Regions from separate parts of the Mus musculus genome. Here region 1 is linked to region 2. A link is a contact called in public HiChIP or PLAC-seq data. All regions are on one chromosome and are shown on one strand. The core of a region is the stretch at or near the end of the contact, and the rest is flanking DNA. Distances in the headings are between cores, read along the strand shown. Region 1 has its middle 8.9 kb from the start of Gm11728. Region 2 holds the start of Prcd (photoreceptor disc component).

Region 1 (3,210 bases), core at 458-2,957, 370 kb before region 2:
TCTCAGCTGCTGCTCCAGCACCACGCCTCCCTGCTGCCATGTTCCCTTACCATGATGGTCATAGACTCAGTCTGTGAAACTGTAAGCAAGCCTCCAATTAAATGCCTTGTGTTATAAGTCACCTTGGTCATGGTGTGTCTCCACAGCAATATCATACTTACACGAGCAGGCTTTCCCCTCCACCCAGAACCTTTTGTTCCATTCATGTCCCCAACCTACTGAATGGTGTTACCACATGCAGGGTGGGTCCCTCCTTCAGTTACTCTCAAAACACATTCGCAGACCCAGTCTCCTGATCTGTCCTGCTGTCTTGGGTGAGGACGGTGTCTAAGTTTCTCGTTGCCTAGTGATGGCTGGTAGTGAGTCGATGCTTTGCCCTGGAGCACAGTAGTTGAATATTGATTACCTGGGTGATTTGAGGATTCAGCTCACTGCGTATGTATATGTATATGTATATGTATATGTATATGTATATGTATATGTACATGTATATGTTCATATACCCTCAGGGAGTCCCAGATACTCAGGCTTCAAGCTTTGCTTTCAAAACCAGTCTGAATCAGCACCTCTGCAGCTGGCCAGCCACTCCAGGGCCAGGTTTCCGAGGGTGGGTCTCTGTCACGTTTGCCTAAGTACTGGTATGATTTCATTCACTAGCAGTTGGCTAACTCTGGGTGTTGAGGCCAGAGGCTCGGCCTTGAGCCTGTTACTATTGAGCAGTTGACTTCAGCAGAGCGTTCTGGGCTCGCCTCACTCTGTTGAGGTAGGGTTCTCTGGTTTGCTTTCTGTTGCTATGATAAACACCATGACCAAGAGTAACTTAGGGAAGGGAAAGGGTTACTTCAACTTGCACTTCTGGTCAGAGTCCTTCATTGAAGAAAGTCAGAACTGTAGCAGAACCCGTGCATGGACTCTGCTCACTGCCTGCTCACAGACCGATGCTCAGATAGCTAGCACAGCCCAGAACCACCTGCCTAAGGTTGTTGCCGCCCACAGTAGGCTGGACGATCCCATATCAGTCATCACTCAAGACAAACTGTTACAGACATGGCCACAGGCCAATCTGATTGAGGTAGTTAACTGATTGATGTCAAGTTGACAATAAAAACCTAGCCAAGATACAGGGTCTTATGTACCCCCAGGACACGGGGTCTTCTGTGTCCCCGACAGACCTAGAATTTATTGTGACAGTTGAGAATGACCTTGAAGTTTTGACCCTCCTGCCTCCACTTCCTAAGTGGAGATTGCAGCTATGCGTCGCCACATCTGTTTTATGAGGTGCTAGGAATAGAACCGAGGGCTTTGTGCGCAATAGACGAGCACTCTACTCACTGAGTCTAGCCTCTTTACTGTCATACTGAGTGGATGAAGGTGCTTATTTGCTAAGGATCCTGGGGAAAGCAGGGAAACAGGATTCTCACTCCTATAAAGCTACTCTGAGTCATGCTCTTCTTTAAGGAGGATCAGCAATGCTAGTCTGCTAGTTTTGCATCCAAAGAACAGCTCAGGAGAGAGCCAGTCTAGAAGCCTGGGCCCTCTTCTGGCCAACTGTCCTCCATCCTGGGATAAAGCCCGAGACCAAAACAACTCAGGGAGGCAGAGGGCTTAGTTCACCTTTCAGTTCATCCTGGAGGGAGATCCAGGCAGGAGCTGAAGCAGAGACCACAGAGCGGTGCTGCTTACTGGCTTGTCTCTATGGCTTGCTCAGTCAGCTTTTCTTCCACCACTCAGGACCATCTTCTGGGGATGGCACCGCCCACAAGGGGCTGGGCCCTCCCACATCAATCATTAATCAGGAAAACGCCCCACAGACTTGCCTATCAGATCATCTGGTAAAGGCATTTTTCTCAACTGAGGTTCCCTATTCCCAGATGAGCTTGCTTGTGTCAGCCTGATAAAAACCTAACTAGGACACCTCGATCCTCACTTAACAGACAACTCCACACTCAGTAAGGGCTCACACAACAGTGAGCCGTCCTTTCTCAGTGGCAGGGCTGGGCCAGAGAGACTTTGTTTAATCCTCTCTGGAGTAAAAGGAGCCGCAGCAATCCTCAAACTATAGGTGGGGTCTAGGCCTGCTCCTCACTGGACCCAGAGTTACTCAGGGAGCCCCCTGCTCACTGTGGCAGGCAGATCTGCAAGAGGCTGTGCCCAATTACTCAGCCCCCTGCCTGCTCTGTCACCATAGGCCCAAAGCCAAGCTTCCCATGGGTAGAGTAGACTGCTCACAGTGTGTACAGTAAAGAATTACAAAAGGATGGTTTAACTGCTCACACCCCAACCCCCAAGCGATGGTCTGTATTCTAGCTGGAGGCGTCTAAGGAGAAACATTGACAGAAGAGAAAGCTGATGATAGCTTGTGCTGCAGGAGCTGAGTTTGCACAGGCAGGATCTGCCTCTGTCCTTGTGGTCTTCCATGGTCCCCGAGGGTGGTGGAGGTAGGTGACTGAAGAAACCAGCAACTGCCAGCTGCCACAGGGGCAAGGGAACCCTGAAGTCAGAGGGTTACACCCACAGTTCTCTTAAGCTGAGCAGTTCTGCAGCATTCGAACTTCCCGTGTGAGTGTGAGTGAGTGAGTGTGTGTGTGTGTGTGTGTGTGTGTGATCTCTATTTATAGACTCCTGAGGAGGCAGGGATAAGGAAGGCTCCATCAGTACCAGGCAAGGAAGCAGAGGGATTGTCGAGCCTGTCAGAGATGCACCGGAGATGTAGTTGTGTTTGCACAGAAATCTCTGGTGCGTGATAAAAGCTAGAAAGAACAGAGAGACTGAAATTAAAATATGGGCTGGCTACTTGCAAAACACAATGTTTTGAGAGAGGTGGTAGCAGCTGTTTAAATTCCAGAGCATGGAATCGTGTGCTGTTCTGTCTTACTTACTGGCTGACTGTACGAGGCTCTGGTGGGAAACAGGATAACTGTATGCATACCAGGTTTGCAACTTGGTGCAAATAGCAGCTGATCCAGAGAGGGCTCAGGGATGGGCCTCAAGGAGGGGGAGGAGGTGACAATTAGCACCCTCGGCCCTGGGGCCCTGGCATGCTGACAACCCACAGCCCCTTCCCTGCCTTGCACCTGCCAAGATGCTATCTCTCTGAATGCAGGATCAGAGAGAATGGCTTTTGTGAGGTTAGAGAGAAGGACCCTACAGAGGGCTATTTTTAAGCCAAAAGGGATGTAGAAAGATATCCAGACTGACTGAGGCAAAAAG
Region 2 (3,468 bases), core at 638-3,137:
TCCTGCTGCTCAGTCACTACCAAGCAGTTATAAGCATGCATGTCCTGATAAGCCTATGGTTTTTGAGAATTACTGTATAAGAAAAGTTTGGGAGCTGGCACTAGTACAGCACCCCTTTAATTCCAGTGCACATGAGGCAGAGGTAGGCAGATCTTTGAGAGTTTGGAGCCAGCCTGGTCTGCATAGCAAGTTCCAGGCCAACCAGGGCAACATAGTGAGATCCTGTCTCAAAATAAATAAATAAATAAATAAATAAAAGAAAAAAGAGTAAATAAATAAATAAATAAACCGAAAAAAGAGTAAATAAATAAATAAATAAATAGAGAGAATGAAAAAGAGAAAGGTCTAGGGAAACATAAAGCACCCATCAAGTACTCAGCCGGGAGGACGGCTATGCAGCCAGGACCAGGACAGCTATGTAGCCAGGAGGACAGCTATGCAGCCGGGAGGACGGCCATGCAGACGGGAGTACCACTATGCAGCCCAGAGTACAGCTAGCACGAGTTCCCAGTTCCACTGTGCTTCCGCAGCTGTGCAGCTGTTGTCCACAACTCCAGCTTTAGGGGGCATGGTATGTGTTTACCCGCCCACACTGACTTGAGCCAAGTTAGTAAGGACACCCTCCTCCTGTGGGCCCCAAATCCTGAAGGCCCGGGAGATCTTTTTTGCCCTTTGTTTTCACTAAAAGTGAGAGTTGATCTTGGGATCCTGCCCATGCTAGGGAGTCCACGGGACATAACCTTACACATAGGTACTAAATTGACACTTTTGTAGTGTCTTGACGGGCGTGGAGACTCTGGAAAACCAGGGAAGGAAAAGTCAGGAAGAATGCACAACTTTGCCTCCCCAAAGGCCACATGGCTGCAACCTAAGGAAGAGTTAACTTTCAGGCCATTGGAGACAGCGTCCTGCCCGCAGGGGCAGCCCAGCCAATGACACTTAGTGTCGATGACGTCATGCACCTCCTGCGCCTTCTATTGGGGACTGGACAGCGAATCCTGCTGGAGGTTCAGGCAACGGAGCTGCAGAGCCCGTCCGTGGCAGAGGAAGGAGGAGGAGGAGGGCCAAGGACAAGAGAGCAGCAAATCGACCCAGAGTGGCTCCTGCCTCCTCCCTCTGCTCCCTGCTCCTCCAACAGAAGGTCCTCCTGGGGACTGCCCCACACTCACATCACAGAAGCAAAGCCACACAGCATTGGTTCAGAAAAGAGGAGCAAGGACTCCCTCTGCCACCTAACCTGCCCACTACACAAGGAGTGACTGGTGAGGGCTAGGGCTAGGGCTAGAACTCGGTATTTGAGTGCCTGTGCGCGCATGCGCACACAAACACAGGCGCACACACCAATAGTTTCCTTAGCACTACTTTCCCCACTCCTGACTCTCTTTCACCTGCCGGTAGATTGAAGGTCTGTGTCTGAGCCGCTGCCCACGACTGTCCCGTCCACTCTGCTGGGCTCTCTGGAAGGGAAGAGCAGGCAAGAGAACCTGTAGGCAGTGCTCAGCCCCTGCCCCACCCCTTTACCACAGTCCAGCAGCACAGCACTGGCTGCTCCAACCCACACCACTAGCTCCAAGAGGGACCCCTCCAGGGTGTCCTTTGAATTCCTTTCCAGACCAGCTTGTCTGTAACTCTCCCTGGTGGTCCCTCCCACCCACGACCCCAATCCACAGCCCCATCAGTTTCTCACGGTTCCACTCGGTTGGTAAATCTACGGCGCCACAGCATGGCCAAGCTGAACAGGAAGAGGGTGGTGCACATGGCTCAGCTGCCCCATCCCCACCGACGACCAACTCCGCTGAAGAAGGCCACAGGGCCGGGGAGCCACAATGGCCAGCCTACCTCTCCCAAGCCACCGCTGTGTTTCCTGAAGTTCCTGGGAAGGGATTAGGACGTTCAAGCTGATTAGTGGAGTGGGCAGACCTGACCTTGTGAAGAGAGATTAAACTCACCAGGCCCAAGATCTCCCCTCTAGTGGCAGAGTAAGTCAGCCTCCTTCAAGGCATGCCAGGTAACCCTGAGTGCCCCTCCAGAATGTTCTACCCAGAACATTCACTACTATCCGGGCTTTGGCATCAAGGCACGTAGTGCAATCGAGCTAAGTGAGCTACTTCCATACACTGTTAAATGTACCTGCAGAGCACTTGAGGACTTAGAAGCATCAAGGATAGCTTCAAAGAGGATCTGGGGCCTTGGCCCGGTGACAAAGACCTGTAAGCCACTGGGGAGGGGAGGAGCACCTCAAGTTCAAAGCCTGGCTGAGCTCCAGAGAGCTCTGAGGCCAGCCTGGGAAACCTAATGAGAGTGTCTCAAAGAGCTCTGAGGCGATAACTCTGTAGCAGAGTACTTGCCTGGGGTTCCAAGGCCCTAAGTTCAGTCTCCCATACGGGAGAGAAAGAGTGAGCTATCACAGGAGGTGTCTGAACGTGCAGGTGCCAGAGAAGGACGGGCCCTCAGCCAACTCTGCCGGGCTGCTGACATGAAAGCTTGCCAGTCTTCAGGGACCGAGGCTGCGAGGCAGGGGAGTTGCACTGTCGCAGCCAAGGCAGGAGAGAATGGCAGAGAGGAGAAGAGATGGATGATGGGACCAGGAGGACCAGAGAGTAGAGCGTGTGTGTGTGTGTGTGTGTGTGTGTGTGTGTGTGTGTGTGAGTGTGTGTGTGTGTGTGCTCGAGCACGTGTGTGCGTGTGTGTGAGAGTATGTGCATGTGTGTGAGAGTGTGTGCGTGCACATGTGTGTGTGCGTGTGTGTGTGCGTGTGTGTGTGTGTGTGTGTGTGTGTGTGTGTGCATGCGTGCGCGTGCACCAGGCCTCCCCTGCACCTTCTGAGCTTTCCTAATTACACTCCCTTTGCAGTAAAAGGCAGAGTCGAGGTGTGCACACAGACAGAACTATAAATTCTATCTTATATAACAATCTTATGTAATTTAGATACAAATTATAAGCTTATCAATTATATACTAGACTACTGTACCAATATAATCCTATGTTATGGAGATACAACAGTCAGAGGAGAAGTTGAGAATCGATAGAAATACTCTTTGCACATCCCACCTGGACCTCCTGGGCAACTAGCTGCCTTGGGCAGTAGGGCTTGAGTCAGCAACACAGGGCTGAGACAAGGGCTGAGTGATGCTGGGACCTAAACCCACCTGGGCCATCACCTCTCCAGGACCTTCAGTTTTCCTTCCTAAACAAGGTGGGAGGTAATGTCTCCTGGCCAGGAGTAACATCAGACACCCCAACCCTGAGCTCCAGGGAGCAGCCTGCTGGGCCTATAAAGGTTCTTGTTAACCCTCTGTGACTGAACCTTCAAGTCTGTGTTTTTTAAATTTAAAATTTTTTTGTTATTAGTGTGTGTGTGTGTGTGTGTGTGTGTGTGTGTGTGTGTGTGTGTGTGTGTGTGAGAAAGGACAGCTTGTAAGAGTCAATCTCGGGCTGGTGAGATGGCACAGTGGGTAAGAGCACCCG

What was found. HiChIP or PLAC-seq counts read pairs in DNA pulled down with a chosen protein or histone mark.
Region 1: an H3K27ac HiChIP or PLAC-seq map of T-cell acute lymphoblastic leukemia shows a contact between it and region 2, with 5 times the contacts expected there. The contact joins the enhancer-like site here to the promoter of Prcd in region 2. A contact is called at or near these places in 4 of 39 promoter capture datasets (cranial neural crest, embryonic stem cells and stem cell-derived epiblast-like cells), 2 of 15 datasets of contacts at CTCF or cohesin (embryonic stem cells and large pre-B cells), 18 of 484 Hi-C or Micro-C datasets (B cells, the BV-2 cell line, the G1E-ER4 cell line and 10 more), 12 of 115 datasets of contacts at active chromatin or transcription factors (T-cell acute lymphoblastic leukemia, bone marrow-derived macrophages, embryonic basal ganglia and 8 more) and 2 of 9 other capture datasets (adipose tissue and embryonic stem cells).

Annotation. Positions count from the first base shown.
Region 1 is chr11:117,030,013-117,033,222 of GRCm38.p6, reverse strand. No RefSeq gene overlaps it. Among named protein-coding and RNA genes, the nearest start is that of Gm11728, 8.9 kb to the left of the region's middle. Within about 2 kb of position 1,707, at least 45 of the 459 cell types and tissues checked have an H3K27ac peak or open chromatin away from gene starts, as enhancers often do. A contact at or near this core is called in the G1E-ER4 cell line, T-cell acute lymphoblastic leukemia and cerebral cortex, where this site is marked.
Region 2 is chr11:116,655,527-116,658,994 of GRCm38.p6, reverse strand. Prcd (photoreceptor disc component) reads right to left here and starts at 1,887. Exons shown (of 5, transcript NM_001163318.1): 1 at 1,688-1,887; 2 at 1,389-1,457. The coding sequence starts at 1,758.